2 separate regions of the Mus musculus genome follow, and region 2 is linked to region 1. A link is a contact called in public Micro-C data. All regions are on one chromosome and are shown on one strand. Each heading gives the region's core, a stretch centred on a gene start, on an enhancer-like site or on the middle of the called end of the contact. The rest is flanking DNA. Distances are from core to core; before and after follow the strand shown. Region 1 holds the start of Trim67 (tripartite motif-containing 67). Region 2 holds the start of Tsnax (translin-associated factor X).

What was found. Hi-C and Micro-C count contacts between places; a contact is called where the count stands out from the background.
Region 2: a Micro-C map of embryonic stem cells shows a contact between it and region 1, with 2.2 times the contacts expected there. The contact joins the promoter of Tsnax here to the promoter of Trim67 in region 1. A contact is called at or near these places in 2 of 39 promoter capture datasets (liver and pre-B cells), 2 of 484 Hi-C or Micro-C datasets (both in embryonic stem cells), 1 of 115 datasets of contacts at active chromatin or transcription factors (embryonic stem cells) and 1 of 9 other capture datasets (adipose tissue).

The regions. Positions count from the first base shown.
Region 1 is chr8:124,789,021-124,796,331 of GRCm38.p6, reverse strand. It overlaps Trim67 (tripartite motif-containing 67), which reads right to left and starts at 3,313. Exons shown (of 10, transcript NM_198632.2): 1 at 1,427-3,313. The coding sequence starts at 2,431. Gm46059 (a long non-coding RNA gene) reads left to right here and starts at 3,945. Exons shown (of 3, transcript XR_001778718.2): 1 at 3,945-5,028; 2 at 5,191-5,577.
Region 2 is chr8:125,008,820-125,015,684 of GRCm38.p6, reverse strand. It overlaps Tsnax (translin-associated factor X), which reads right to left and starts at 2,644. Exons shown (of 6, transcript NM_016909.3): 1 at 2,473-2,644; 2 at 2,071-2,175; 3 at 1-30. The coding sequence starts at 2,488.

The DNA of each region.
Region 1 (7,311 bases), core at 2,064-4,563:
GTCTATAAAGAAAACACAGGAAAGCCACATCTCTATCTGGCTGCTCTGGGCTGTTTGCACGCACTTAGCAAGCTGCCTTATTTTCCTGCGGCTCTACTCTGTGTAACTGCAGGCAATAGTTCTTGTTGGACAGTCTTGGCACCTCTTACACCTTCCAGGGTGGGTTTCTGAAGGAGGGGTGTGTGAAATGCACCATGAACAAGTGACTCTAACCTGCTCGTCTAAGGAGACATCAAGGCCTGTCGCACAAGGGTGCCGGATAGAATGTCAGATGAGGAACTGCCCTGACCTTGTCTTGTAGGCTGGTGAAGGGCCCAGGCAGACTGTCACAGCTCAAGAAGAAGAAGAGAGCAAAGAGCAAAGTACCAGGTCTAAGTAGCTAACAGTAGCACTACCCGAGGCCAGTGCCCAGGAGGGTAGGCTGTAGGCAGATGTGCTTGATCTCTTTGGTCTGCATCTCTTCCACAGCTCCAGTAGCAGAGCCTGAGGCAAGAGAAGTGCTCTGGAGAAAAATCACACTTTTTTCCTGGAAGGACACCCCCTGACGTCCCCAATCTCTTCCATAGCCCAAGAGACACTGCCTTTCTCTACAGGTTTAGAGGAATTCTGGGCATAGAACTAGCTGGGGACTAAGTGAAAGAGGAGACAGTTCTCTGGAAGTTGAAAAGGGGAAAGCTTTATCTGTTCAGTGAGGCAAAGCTGATGGAGTCTACGGTGGAAGAAGGACAAGGCTCTAGGGTTCTTGAGCAGGGGTGCTCTCTCCCGGCCTTGGCAATGGATTTAAGGAAGACTTCAGGTGGGTTCCTATGGCCAGCGGGTAACAGTTTCACTCTTAAACCTGTCTCTCACTTACAAGGGGGGAGGGAGCTCTGACAGTGTGCCTTAGACTTTGGGTGAGAGCCCTGCTTCTGTGCTTCGGGAACCCTTTGCCTCAGAAAGGAAACTTAACAAGTCGTTTTCATAACCTACCAATCTGATACCCAGTGCAGAGCACGTGGTCCACTGAGTCTTGGTCAGATAGTGACTGCTGGGATCCTTGAATGGATGTATGTATGTATGGATGGATGCATGCATGCATGCATTCATATAGATCCATGATAGACAGATGTATGCATACATAGGTGAATGAATGCACGAAGGATTGGATGGAAGCATGGGTGGATACCCATGCCCAGTGTATGGATAGATGGATGCATGCATACATAGATCGATGGAATGATGAACATGTGGGTAGATGGAAGGACGGATGTGTGTGTGTGTGTGTGTGTGTGTGTGTGGACGGACGGACGGACGAATGGATTGGATGGATGGATGGATGGATGGATGGATGGAGTGATTCCTGTTTGGCCCTCAAGCCCACCAAGAAGGGGTTCAGAGAATCTCTTTTCTTCCACCCTGGCTGGCGTTCCGCACAGCCGACGCTCACCTTGTGCTGCTTCCACGTTGCCCCCAGCGGCTTCACCTCGTGCTTGCTGTGCCTGCCTTCCTCCAGGCACATGTAGCACACAGGGCTCCGACAGCTCACGCAGTACATGCTGTAGTTCTCCATCTCGTGCTCGGGACATGTGGGGAACTTTCGCGGCGCGCTGGCCCCGGCACCCCCTGGGCTCCTGCATCCTCCTGCGCTGGAGGCAGTGGAAGTGCCTGTAACAGCAGGGGTAGCCTCTGGGGGTGTGGGCGGCGGCGGTGGCTGAACTAGCCGATGCTTAGCGAAGGGGCCCCGGGACGGGTGGCACTTGAGCTGGCAGGTGGCGCAATAGAGCACGTCGCATTGCTCGCAGAGAGTGGCTGCCGGCTCCGGTGGGGTGCGGTCGCACAGCTGGCAGATGGCCACCGCCGGGGCTGCAGCCGCCCCCGGAACAACCCCACGGCCCTGCTGGTACCGCTGCACAATGCCCTCCAGTAGCCGGTTGCGCTGGAAGCCTCGCAGGCCGCGGTGATCCAAGGAGGCGCTGCGGTGGCACTGCGGGCAGGTGATGGAGCTGGAGGACGAGCAGAGCGAGGAGCAGGCGGCGCCTCGGGCCGCGGCGGCCGAAGAGCCCGGGGGCGCAGGCACCATGGGCAGCACGCGGACTCCATTGGGGGACTTGAGGCTGGGGGTGTAGGAGCCATAGCCGCTGTCAGTCTCGCTGTACAAGCTCAGCTTGTCCGCGTGGTCTCCGCCACCGGTCGCCCCGCCGCCTAGGCCTCCGGCTGTGTTAGCTCCCGCGCCTCCGCTGGTCGCGCCGGCGGCTGCGTCCTGATCCGGAGGGGTTGCGGCGGCGGCGGCACCTCGCGAAAGAAGGAGCGGCGGGGGCAGGTGCTGCTCGCCGTCCGGGGTCTGAACCGCGATAGTGCGGGCGCACGGCAAGCAGACATTGTGAGAGCAGGGCAGGATGATGGGTTCCCGGAACAGGGATCCGCACACTGGGCACTTCAGCTCCTCCTCCATCGCCGCGCCCGCGGCCAGAGCCGCTCGGGACCAGCCAAGAATGGTCAAGGCTCCGAAGACAAGCGCAGCTGGGCTGGCGATGTCAGCGCTCTTGAGTCAGGAGGCGGGGGTATTTCACGGGCATGCTGTCTTCACCCGAGGGTGGCACGCCCCCTCTCTGTCCTCAGGCCACCGCCCTAAGACGCTTGGCCGCCAGAGAAAGGAGGGGTCCTCACCTCCTGAAGGCGAGGCTCCCTCACCGGAGGCAGCCGTCTGAAGGTGGCGGGGAGCCCTCGCGGTGGCCTCCGAGGTTGTCCAGGTGTTGAATAGGCAGCAGTAGCGCCGTCCGGGGTACCTCGTGCCTCCACTCCACGAAGGACCAGTGACCCGCTGCTGTGAGCCAGCAAGGCTACTGAGCCCGACTCCGCAGCGCCGCTGCCCCGAGTCTTCTTTCTGCGAGCGCCCCGCCCCTACCCAGCTCTTGGCCAGTGCCCGAGTGGCGGGGCCAGGGCTGGTTCAGCACCACCAGACGGCGGACAGCGCCCGCGAGAGGATGGGCCCGGAGTCCGCGCCCGTCCCCCCTCCCGCGCGCATCCTCCGCCAGGCTGCTGTGCAGCCGCGGCCACCTCGGCATCCCCCGGCCCGGAGACCGTCGCCGTACCGCTGCTCGGGCCGCTGCTCTCTGAGCTGCCTCCTCGTAGGCCGGTATTGAGCAGCGTCCCAGGCTGGCCTCGCCGGCTCCGGTTCCTGCAGCGCCCCTGACCTTGGCCGCGCCACGCTGCAGCGGCGGGTGGGGGGCGAGCACCCGCTGGCTCGGGAATCCCCCTCCCGGCCCCACCGCCTCCCGCGCCCGCCCGCCCGCCGTGCCGCGCGCCCAGGAGTTGTAATTTCCAGAGCGAGAGTAACGGGGCGGGGGGCGGGGAGCCAGGCGTCAGCTCAGCGAATGAGGGCTCGCCTCTCGCGGCTGGCAGTCAGGGGCGGGTCGGAGGGCTTCGTGGGGAGGATCATTGTGGAGAACTGCTCCGTTACGGATGGAGACTGCACGGTGAATTAGCACGGCGCCCCGCCCAGCTTGCCAGAGCAACCCTGGCCAGCTCCCGCCCTGCCCACTCCTCGCCACCATGAAAGCGTAAACAGCGGTCCCTAAAAGGCCAGTCGCTTGAAAAAGGCCTCGCAACACAGCGCGACAGTCGGTTCCTAAATCTATTTCCTCCCCGCAAAAAGCTTTCAAGGCACAAAATGTCGGACAGCCTCGCGCCAAAGGGCGAGGTTTGATTTATGCATCTTTTTACAAGCCTTTTTTTTTTTTTTTTTTTGTCTCCTTGGTTCTACTGGGGCTAGTCGTGGAAGATGAGGGCCGGAGGACTTGGCGAGGACACGGTGAAGGTTGCCAAATACAACCTCCCCAGGCTGCTCGCGAGTGCGGAGAGGCGGGAGGCAGCGAGCAGGTGTTCTCTTTATGAATGGGAGCTTCCTGCAACGTCGCCGCCCGCGCGCCTGGCTGCCGTCTGCCCGCTGTTCTGCGCTGGGTAGTGCCGGCTGCCCAGAGAAAGGAAGTACGCGCTGGGCATAGAGCTAAGGGCGAGCCCTGGAAGGGAAGAGCGCGTGGAGCGAAATGCGCACCACGCGGCCCTCTCTTCCTGTGCGATTCAAGCTGGCTTGGAACAGACAAGGAAATTGTCGATTTAGAAAGGATGTGTCAGTCAGCGTGCTGGCTCGTGCTTGTAATTCTAGCACTTGGGAGGCCTAGGCAGAAGGATTGCTATGAGTTCAAGGCCAGCTTGGGCTACATAGTAATTTCCAAGCTAGTCTGGGTGTTACATAGTAAGACTCTGCTGAACTGAAACAAACAAAAAAAAAAAAACAGCAACCGTGGCGCAGACTCCTGCTGAAGGAATGCAGGGCCCCAGCCACTGTCAGCATTTGGAAAGATAGCAGGAGGAGAGAAATGAAGCCACAGACTAATGAGGCAGCTGCCTTGGCCTGGCTCTGTGCCTAAGGGATAGAACCTCTGGTGGAAGGGAGGTCACCAGGAAAGCCATTGCAAAGCACCCCAGTGAAGCCCATATCTTTACAGGACTTCCGGGGTCCTGCAGCTTGCTTCCACCTGTCCAGTCTGGAAAATACTATAACAATATATATATGTGTCCGTGCCAAATTGTTACAGTAAATGCTCTGGACTACTTTCTATGCATCTCAGTTCAGCTGAATGGCTTACAGAAGTCTGGCTCCATGTTTAAGGGTAGGCTCCTGCTAAACCGGACATCCCAATTAGCCCTGCTTCAGGAAGCAGTGCTGCACGGTGGGGGTGGGGGTGGGTATGGAGGCGGCAACTGTCCTAATCCACTCTCTGTAGATGAAGCTTCAGTCACCTGGTCCTGCCAGCAATACACTGAAAAAAAGAAATTCTTCAGAAAGTCACTATTGATCCTAAGGTCTAGGAGAGTCACAACTTGGGTTATTGAAAGCTCTTCAAGAAGCTGGAAGGTGGTGGTGCACGCCTTTAATCCAAGCACTCAGGAGTCAGAGGCAGGTGAATCTCTGAGTTAGAGGCCAGCCTGGTCTACAGAGCGAGTTCCAGGAGAACCAGGGTATACAGAGAAACCCTGTATCAATAAGTAAGTAAGTAAATAAATAAATAAATAAATAAATCCTTTCTGCTGAACCCAGCTACCCAGCTCAGTCTGCCCTGGGACCAACTGGAATTCATATCTCTTAAAAACCTCATGATTTTATAGTAAGCACAGTAAGTGACTCCTGTTTCTCTTTGTCTTTTTCAGACCTGGGTAGCCTACTTAGGCTTGGACAGGGTGGCACTTTTAGCCAAGCGTGTGTGTCTCTGCACATGCAAGACATACTGTGAAACCACTCCTAGCTTGGCCTATAGTAAGCAACAGACACGTGAAATCTGAGGACTTGGAAAGTGGTGATGAGAAGACAGCCTGGGCCACAGAGTGGGACCCTAACTCCACAAGCAAACAAACCAACCATGACAAGCCACAAAGAAACAAGCAAACTTCCTCTTTTGCTTTCCTTCAAAACAGAACACTCGGGCATCTTGCCACATCCTCAGTCCCCATGGCTCTGTAGCTCAAGTCAGCTCAGCTGTGTGGAAGGCTGGGACCTGGGCTCTGCCCCGTGGAGGGAGGCTTCCTGTCCTTCAGCCTGTGAGTCTCTGTTCCAGCTTGCTCTGGGTGCTTCTCACGCATAGCCATAGTCATTGCTGATTCTCACTGTCACCTATTAAAAGTCCTATCTGCTGCAGCAGTGCCCTATGTACACACAGAGTGCACTGTAGAGGCCCGTGAGAGGAGCCTTTGCTGAGTAGGCCTAGCAACCCGAGTTTGAGCCTTAGAACCCAGGGAAAGATGGGCAGAGGGATCCAACTCCACACAGTTGTCTTCTTACTCCCACGAAAGTGCTTACACACACATACACAGACACACAGACACACACACACACACGAGTTAAAAGCATTTGCTGCTGCTGCAGGGGACTCGGGTTCAGTTCCCAGCACCCAGGCTGAATCGCTCACAACTGCCTAGAACTTCACAAAGCTGAACCTCCAGTCTCTCCATGCACTTACCCATATCCATAATTTTTTTTTTAAAAAGTGATTGGTCCTGCTTTAAAAATTATTTTCAGGGCAGGTGAGATGGCTCAGTGGTTAAGAGCACTGACTGCTCTTTCGGAGGTCATGAGTTCAAATACCAGCAAGCACATGGTGGCTCACAACCATCCGTAATGAGAGAAAAAATATTATTTTCAACTCAAAGTTAGAGGCTCACCACACCTGTAATCCCAGGAAGCAAGAGACTGATGGTGTAGGGTTGCTGTGAATTCGAAGCCAGTCTGGTCTACACAACGAATTCCAATCTATCTCAAATACCAACAACAATAATTACTTTTACAAAGAAATTTCACCCAGTATTAGTATTATAATCCATTTCCCAAGTCACTACACTACTAGTGTGTTTTTAAAAAGATTTTTATTTTATGTATATGAGTGATTTTTCTGCATGTCTTCAAGTGTTACCATATGCATGCACTGCCTATGGAGGCCAGAAAAGGACATCAGATGCCCTGGAACTGAAGCTAGAGTTGGTTGTGAGCCACTTTGTGGGAGCTGGGAACTGACCCTGGGTCCTCTGTAAGGGTAGCCAGTGCTCTAAGTCACTGAGCAATCTCTCCAGCCCAGCTCTGGCTATCCTGTAACTCACTCTGTAGACCGGGCTAGGGCCTCAAACTCGGAGATCTGCCTGCCTCTGCCTTCTGAGTGCTGGTATTAAAGGCGTGAACCGCCACCACCTATCTTTCTAGTGTGTTTTAAAAATCTGGGCTTTGTAGCGGCTGGGACAAGTAACAATATTCACATGGCTAATTCTCAACCGTATGAAACCACATTCTCACATAGAACCCTGTCTGGTCCTTTCAACATGGGGAGTAGGCACCTCCAACCTCCCAAAGTATTCAGATTCGTGTATTTTTACATATTGATGTTGACAAAGGAAATACTCAACAAATGACCCACACTTCTCTTCCCACCTTTATCTGGGGCACTTCTTGGTGAATGGTTGTGCAAATCACATTAGTAATTAACACTCCACAACCCACAGCTTCCACAGCAGAGGGAAGTAGACTCTGATCACTTCAGATAGCACGGTTTTCACTCTCAAGTGTCCCACTAACCCTCCATAGACAGGTTCCCGTTACTTCCTCTACAAAAATAGCACAGACAACTTAAATAATGTACCCCAGCCAACACAGCAAGGTAGAGATAACGTGGTCCTGCTGTGTTGCCTTCAGAATATTTTTTTTTCAAATTCAAGTTGCAGTTGAATAGAATTTAAGCCTAGTGTGTGGTTTCACTCTTTTGGATTTCAGTTTTACAGTTATTGTTT
Region 2 (6,865 bases), core at 1,395-3,894, 220 kb before region 1:
CGTGCCTGGCGTCCAGCTCCTGCTGAAATGCTAGAACACATTACGATACCATGAGCATGTGTACTCTTTCCTCAGGACAGCCGAGCGACAGGAAGAACACATGACACAAGGCGGACGCAGCCAACGATGTAGTCACCCCCCTCCATGGAAGGCTTAACAAGCAGAACGCAGTGGTCAGGACACTAATTCTCAAAACAGAGTAACTGCACACTATCCTATCCAGGATACACAAAACCACAGAACTTTGGAATCCCTGGGAGTTTTCAGAAACATCTGTAAAGTGTTTTAAAGTGGCACTGGTTTGTAAATAAATACAACAAGCTACCTCACTATCATCTTCACAGTAACACTATCAGATAGGCTAATACAACCCTATCTCAGGAATAACATTGATGATAGTGATGATGGCCTCTGGATTTTGTCTGACATAATAAATTCAAAGTTGGATGAAACAGAGTTCCTAGCCTCAAAGAGACACAGGTATAAATAATGAGTAATTAAATAAAATATAACAATGATATAAATACATAGGAAAGGGCTAAGGGAAAGGTAACATCCCATGAGTGAATGGATGGTGTCTTAGTCAGCGTTTCTATTCCTGCACAAACATCATGACCAAGAAGCAAGTTGGGGAGGAAAGGGTTTATTCAGCTTACACTTCCACACTGCTATTCATCACCAAAGGAAGTCAGAACTGGAACTCAAGCAGGTCAGGAAGCAGGAGCTGATGCAGAGGCCATGAAGGGATGTTACTAACTGGCTTGCTTCCCCTGGCTTGCTCAGCCTGCTTTCTTATAGAACCAAGATTACCAGCCCAGAGATGGTCCCACCCACAAGGGCCCTCCCCTCTTGATCACTAATTGAGAAAATGCCTTATAGCTGGATCTCATGAAGGCATTTCCTCAACTGAAGCTCCTTTCTCTGTGATAACTCCAGCTTGTGTCAAGTTGACACAAAACCAGACAATACAGATGGGAAGTGAATGAAAGTAACCATCGTGTCCAAGGAGTCACTTGAGCTGGGTATCAAAGAGAACATGGTCCACTGGGCTGGTAATGAAAGCACTAAGTCAGAAACAAATCCAAGCTCAAAGAACTATCCACCTATGAGAGAAAGAAACAGGAAAACAGCAAATATGTGGGAAACGACCAGCTTGCTTCATTCAGTATTCAGCCATGTCAATTTTACCTGGTTTCCTCACACTCATGAAGACCACTGTAGGTGCTATGTTCTTTTAAAACTGTCCACATTAGCCGGGAAGAGGGAGGGGGGGGAGTGGCGCACGTCTTTAATCCCAACACTTGGGAGGCAGAGGCAGGTGGATTTCTGAGTTCGAGGTCAGCCTGGTCTACAGAGTGAGTTCTAGGACAGCCAGGGCTACACAGAGAAACCTTGTCTCGAAAAAAAAAACAAAAACAAAAAAGAAAAAAACACAAAAACAAAAACAAAACTGTCCACACATTAGCTGGGACCCTTCTCTTTACAAGGTGCAACCTAATTCTTTCTTCCTAAATATGAAGCAGTTTTTACTTTGCGTTACTTTTAGCAAATGCAAAGTGGCAAACATCTATATCCCAAAGCCCTTGACTATGGTGGCCTATATTAACATTAGTAAACAGTAAAAAGTCCCACATAAAAAGCATTAAATGTTAAATAATATGGAAATATCTGCCACATTCTTACCAACTGTTCTGTATGTAACATCATCTTCACACTTACCATTTACTAGCACATATATTTATATTTAGAGTGTGTTAGATTGGTTACTAGACTGGCAAGACTTATTTTGAGGTAGCACTCTGCATAGAACAGGAACTATTAGTGAATCTCGTACATACATGTACACTGGTATTCTTGTTCTATTAACTTGGTCAAGTTATCCTGATATCGGAATGTTTAGAATACAGATTTTTTTTTTTTCTGGGCAGACCTAGCACCAACACGAAACATTCAGGAAAACTAAGCCTTACATCGGCATGGACTAAAGGCTCCCTAACCGACCCCACACCCGAACACTACGGCGACACGATTGTTACGGTTATGGTTCTAATTCTCCTAATGGAAACTTACATTTGAAGGCCAGCATCACCGGCGAAGACAAACTGGCATCCTTCCCCTCTCTCCTTTGGTTATGTGGGAAGGTGTCATGCTTCCTCTTCCTGAACCCTCCTGGTCCTTAGGCAGAAAAGAAGAGATGGATGGAGCCCTTGCGATGCCGCGCTAGCACAGCCCAGGCTATCCCCTTCGTCCCCCGGTACCCACAGGGCTCGACCTCTCCAGCCACACACAGGTCCCCAAACTCGTGCACTGGTGCAGGGGTCGCACAAAACGCGGCTTGAGACCCCAGGCACCCGGCTGCGCTCTGGGTCGGTCCGCAGGGTCCCCTGGGGGCGTGCGATGGATGGCACGGTGACAGCCGAGCACAGGGGCCAGGCCCTGCCAGCCCCTCCCCTCCACGCGCCGGCCCCGCACCTTCTTTGCCGTTCATGGCCGCGGGGCCTCGGCTTGCACGCGCAGGGATCGCAGCCGCCGGGCCAGCTCAGCGAAAGGCCGTCGCGGGACGCCGCGCTGAGCCCGTGGGTGACAGCGCACACCACCCTGGTCGCAGTAGGCGGCCGCCGGAAGCGGATCCTTCACGCAGCCTCAGCCGGGAGCTGCGTCCGCCGCGGAGTCCCCTCGGCCGCACACACTTCCGGCCCGTGTCCCACACCGCCTGGGCGGGCATGCGGGCGGGCGCGCTCCTGCAGCAGCGCACGTTTCCGGCCGGGCTCCCGGCGCGCTCCCTGTGCTGCACATACTTCCGGTCTGTGTCCCGGCTTCTCCCACGTCCAAGTGCCTACCCGGCGCTCTCTCTCAGTCGCGCATGCTTCCGGTGTGCCAGGTTGTGGTGCAAGCCGTTGAGTGCCTACCTGAGCTGTGTAGTCCTGTCGCGGGCAGCGGCCTCCTGTCCCCTCGCCTCTCTGAGCAGCCTCCTGCGTCCATGCATGCCCTTGGCATGTGCTGGGTGCGTGGCACCTGGAAGTGTCGCAAGGTCTTCGAAGAGAAGCAGCTTTGGAATAGATGGAAAGTTTGGTCACATTGTCAAGCCCTAAGGCTGTTGTTTGAGCACATGCTACCTCACCTAGCTAGTACCATTCCTTTGAGGCTTCCAGCAGCCCATTAGAGACCATGCTCAATTAAGATTACTTATTGAACAAAGCCCAACATCTTGAGTCAAGTTCAGCCATGTGCATGTTACAGACATTTTAGTCACACAGTCTGTTCTTGTTAACTTAGGAACAGACACACTTATGGAAATGATATACGTAGAATTAGCCAGTGAAGTCAAGGCCACAACAGCATCACAGGAGGGTCTCCCAGCTCAAAAATCAGGCCATAAGCTGTCACCATTGAATCAGCAAAAAGCTAGATGGTTTGGGCAGAGTCCTGCATGAAAAGGCTGTGGGGGAACAACAATGGATGAATGTTGGACACATAACCATCTTGAATTTCTGTGACTTCTGAGCCCACATTCACCAGTTGTCTTAGCGTTTGTATTCCTGCACAAAACATGACCAATAAGTTGGGGAGGAAAGGGTTTATTCAGCTTATACTTCCACATCGTTATTCATGCCAAAGGAAATCAGGACAGGGACTCACACAGGAAGGAACTTGGAGGCAGGAGCTGATGTAGAGGCCATGGAGGGGTGTTTCTTACTGGCTTGCTTCCTCTGACTTGCTAAGCCTGCTTTCTTATAGAACCCAGGACCACTAGCCCAGGGATGGCACCACCCACAATGGGCTGGGCCCTCCCCCCTTGATCACTAGTTGAGAAAATGTCTTACAGCTGGATCTCATGGAGGCATTTCCTCAAGGGAGGCTCCTTTCTCTGTGATAACTCCAGCTTGTGTCAAGTTGACACACAAAACCAGTATTCCACTATTTTTGACGATGTGGGGCTACAGGGATTGCTCAGTAGGTGAAGTACTTGCCCTGCAGGCATACAGGACCCAAGTATCACCGAGAACCCATATAGAACATCACTGAGGAGATGGAGAGATACAGATCTTTGGGGCTTGCTGGCTAGCAGGTTAGAGGTTCTGAGCCAGTGAGAGACCCTGTCTCTAAAAACTGAGAGGTGAAGAACACCTGGGGAACGATATCTGCTATTACTCTCTCTCTCTCTCTCTCTCTCTCTCTCTCACACACACACACTCAATACATGCATGCATGAGACACATGCATGAGCAAAAACAACAACCAAAATATGACCTGACCATGCTTTAAAAAAAAAAAAAAAAAAAAAAAACCTCCTAGGATATCAATGTCTTACTCTAATGTCCCCCGGGATTCAAGAACAGCAGTAGCTGGGACCATCTCACCGTTCATACTAATTTACCATACACTGGAAGTGTATGCTTTCTAACTCCCAAAACAGCTCTCAAGGCTTCTCTCCCAGTACCTGACTCATCATTTTCCTCCTGCAGCCCCTCCCTGCCTCAGCTACAGCTCTGCCACCTGAGCATGTTTTTCCACGGCTTCCCATAGAGCAAGGGTTTCATCACTTTTAATAATGACCTCTTGGGAGTTTTTAATGGAGGTGAATCCCCTGGGCATTTTCCCAGCACTTATTTACATATGTACTTAACCCCAGGCCTCCCCAGTCTCCCAGCTAGCTACACCTCTTTCAGCTTCCCTGGCCCCTTGCAAGGAGACTCCTTCCCAGAATCCTTTCCTTGTCTCCTGGTTTTATTGTTTCAATCACAAACACAAAGTGTTGGTAAAACAGTTTTTTTTTGTTTGTTTGTTTTTACAGGATCATTACCAACCCAAGTCAAGGAGCGGAGGGTTCCTCTAAAAGGTCTTAAATTTGGAGTGACGCCCCTCCCTCTGTTGTACTAGTCTCTGTCTCTCTGACCAAAGCCAAAGCCTTTAGGAGGTACCTGCTATTCTGTATAATCCTTTACATGAGATATATCAAATATCTAGTTTTAGGTGCTGGAGGAATCACAAACCAGGGGCTCAGAGCTGATTTCTTCTCCTTCACATAGCTATTCCATAAACTGGGGATGGGATTGTGGTAAATTATCTTGAGTGATAGCTTTGGGTTGGGGTTGGGAGCTTGGGGAGTTGGGTTTGCTCAGTTTAACAGTTTAGCATTTTGAAATGGAGGATCTCACACAGCCCAGGCTGGTCTCACACTCGCTGTATAGCTGAGAAAGACCTTGAACTGATCTTTCATTAGGACTTCTACCTCCTAAATGCTGGGATTACAGACTTGAGTGTAACAGCACTGGCAGCTCGTTTTGTTGTTGTTGATGATGATGGTGATTCTGTCTTTTTTGTTTTGTTTTGTTTTGTTTTAAGCAGGGTCTTGATATGTAGCACAAGCTGGCCCCAAACTTGCCATGTAAGATCAGTCTGAGCTCAGATATTCCTGCTGCCTCTTGTAGTGCTGATATTACAGATGTGCCCCCCCCACCCCCCGCAGCCTGACTCTGTGCTTCCGGCTGAGTTATTCACTTAACTTCTTTCTCTTCTGAAGACTGAGCCAAGGGCTTCACACCTGCTAACATAGCATTCTGCCAACTAGCCACACCCCTGACCTTTGAACCATAACATTTGCAAGGTACTCGAGGGATCCAAAGTGTGTTTCAGGCATGCACCTACCAACTCATAGACTTAACTTTTGAACAGTGCTGAGAGGCAGATGAAAGTGATGGTTTCCTTCCGTCATCCAAGAGAGGGAAGCCATGCGATGGGAATGGATTATTCCTAACAAGGGAATAATCACTTCCTATTTGCTAGGATATCTGTCATCAAGAACACAGAAAACAGCTGACTGTGGGGAGATAGAAAAGTGTCTCAGTTAGACTTCCATTGCTGTGAAGAGACACCATGACCAAGGCAACTCTTATAAGGACAACATTTATTAGGGCTGGCTCACAGGTTCAGGGGTTCAGTCCGTTATCATCAAGGACAGAGCATGGCAGCATCCAGGCAGGCATGGTGCAGGAGGAGCTAAGAATTTTCATCCTAAGGCAAAGAGGAGAAGACTGTCCCCCACATGGCTAGGAGGAGGGTCTCCAAGCCCACCCCCACAGTAACACACTTCCTCCAACAAGGCCACACCTCCTAATAGTGCCACTCCCTGGACCAAGAATATTCAAACCACCACAAGTGTCATGGACCATCATCTGGCAGTTAAAAGACATGTCCTTCATGCTGTGCCATGGAGGAAAATGAACTAATTGGAAGAAGCCAGTCCAAAAGGACCAAGCATAATTCAATAAGCAAACCTGGTGGGGGTCACTCAGGGCTGTGAGACATGGAAGTTATAGCCAAAGGGCACGGGCCTCCTTTTGGCATGGTGAAAATGCTCTAAAGTTCACTGTGGTGGTCACATAAATCTGCAGATTACTAATGGCTCTCCAGTTGTCACTATGGGAATTTTCTGGTATGTCAGTTGTGTTTCAGCAATTGTGTTATTCATTAAAGAGCAAGCCAGGCATGGTGGCACATACCCAGAATCCCAGCATTTGGAAGGCAGAAACAGGAGGATCACTGCAACAGTTGCCCATGCTACATCTTCAGTCCAGAAGACAAGGAGCTCAGACTGCCTATTCAGTATCTTTTCTTGAGTCTCTGGTGTAGTTCTCAAAACTAGCATGTTTAAAATTAAATACTAGTATCCCTCAACCTACTGCTTCAGCGCCATTCACTGTTTCAGTTCGTTCCTATTCTAATGATTGATATCTGTTTGTCTGTGTTTATCCATCCATCTGTATCTATCATCCATCTAGTGATCCATCCATCTATCTCTATCATCTGTCCATGTACCTATCTATTTACCTATCATCTCTATATCATCTATCCACCATCTTCT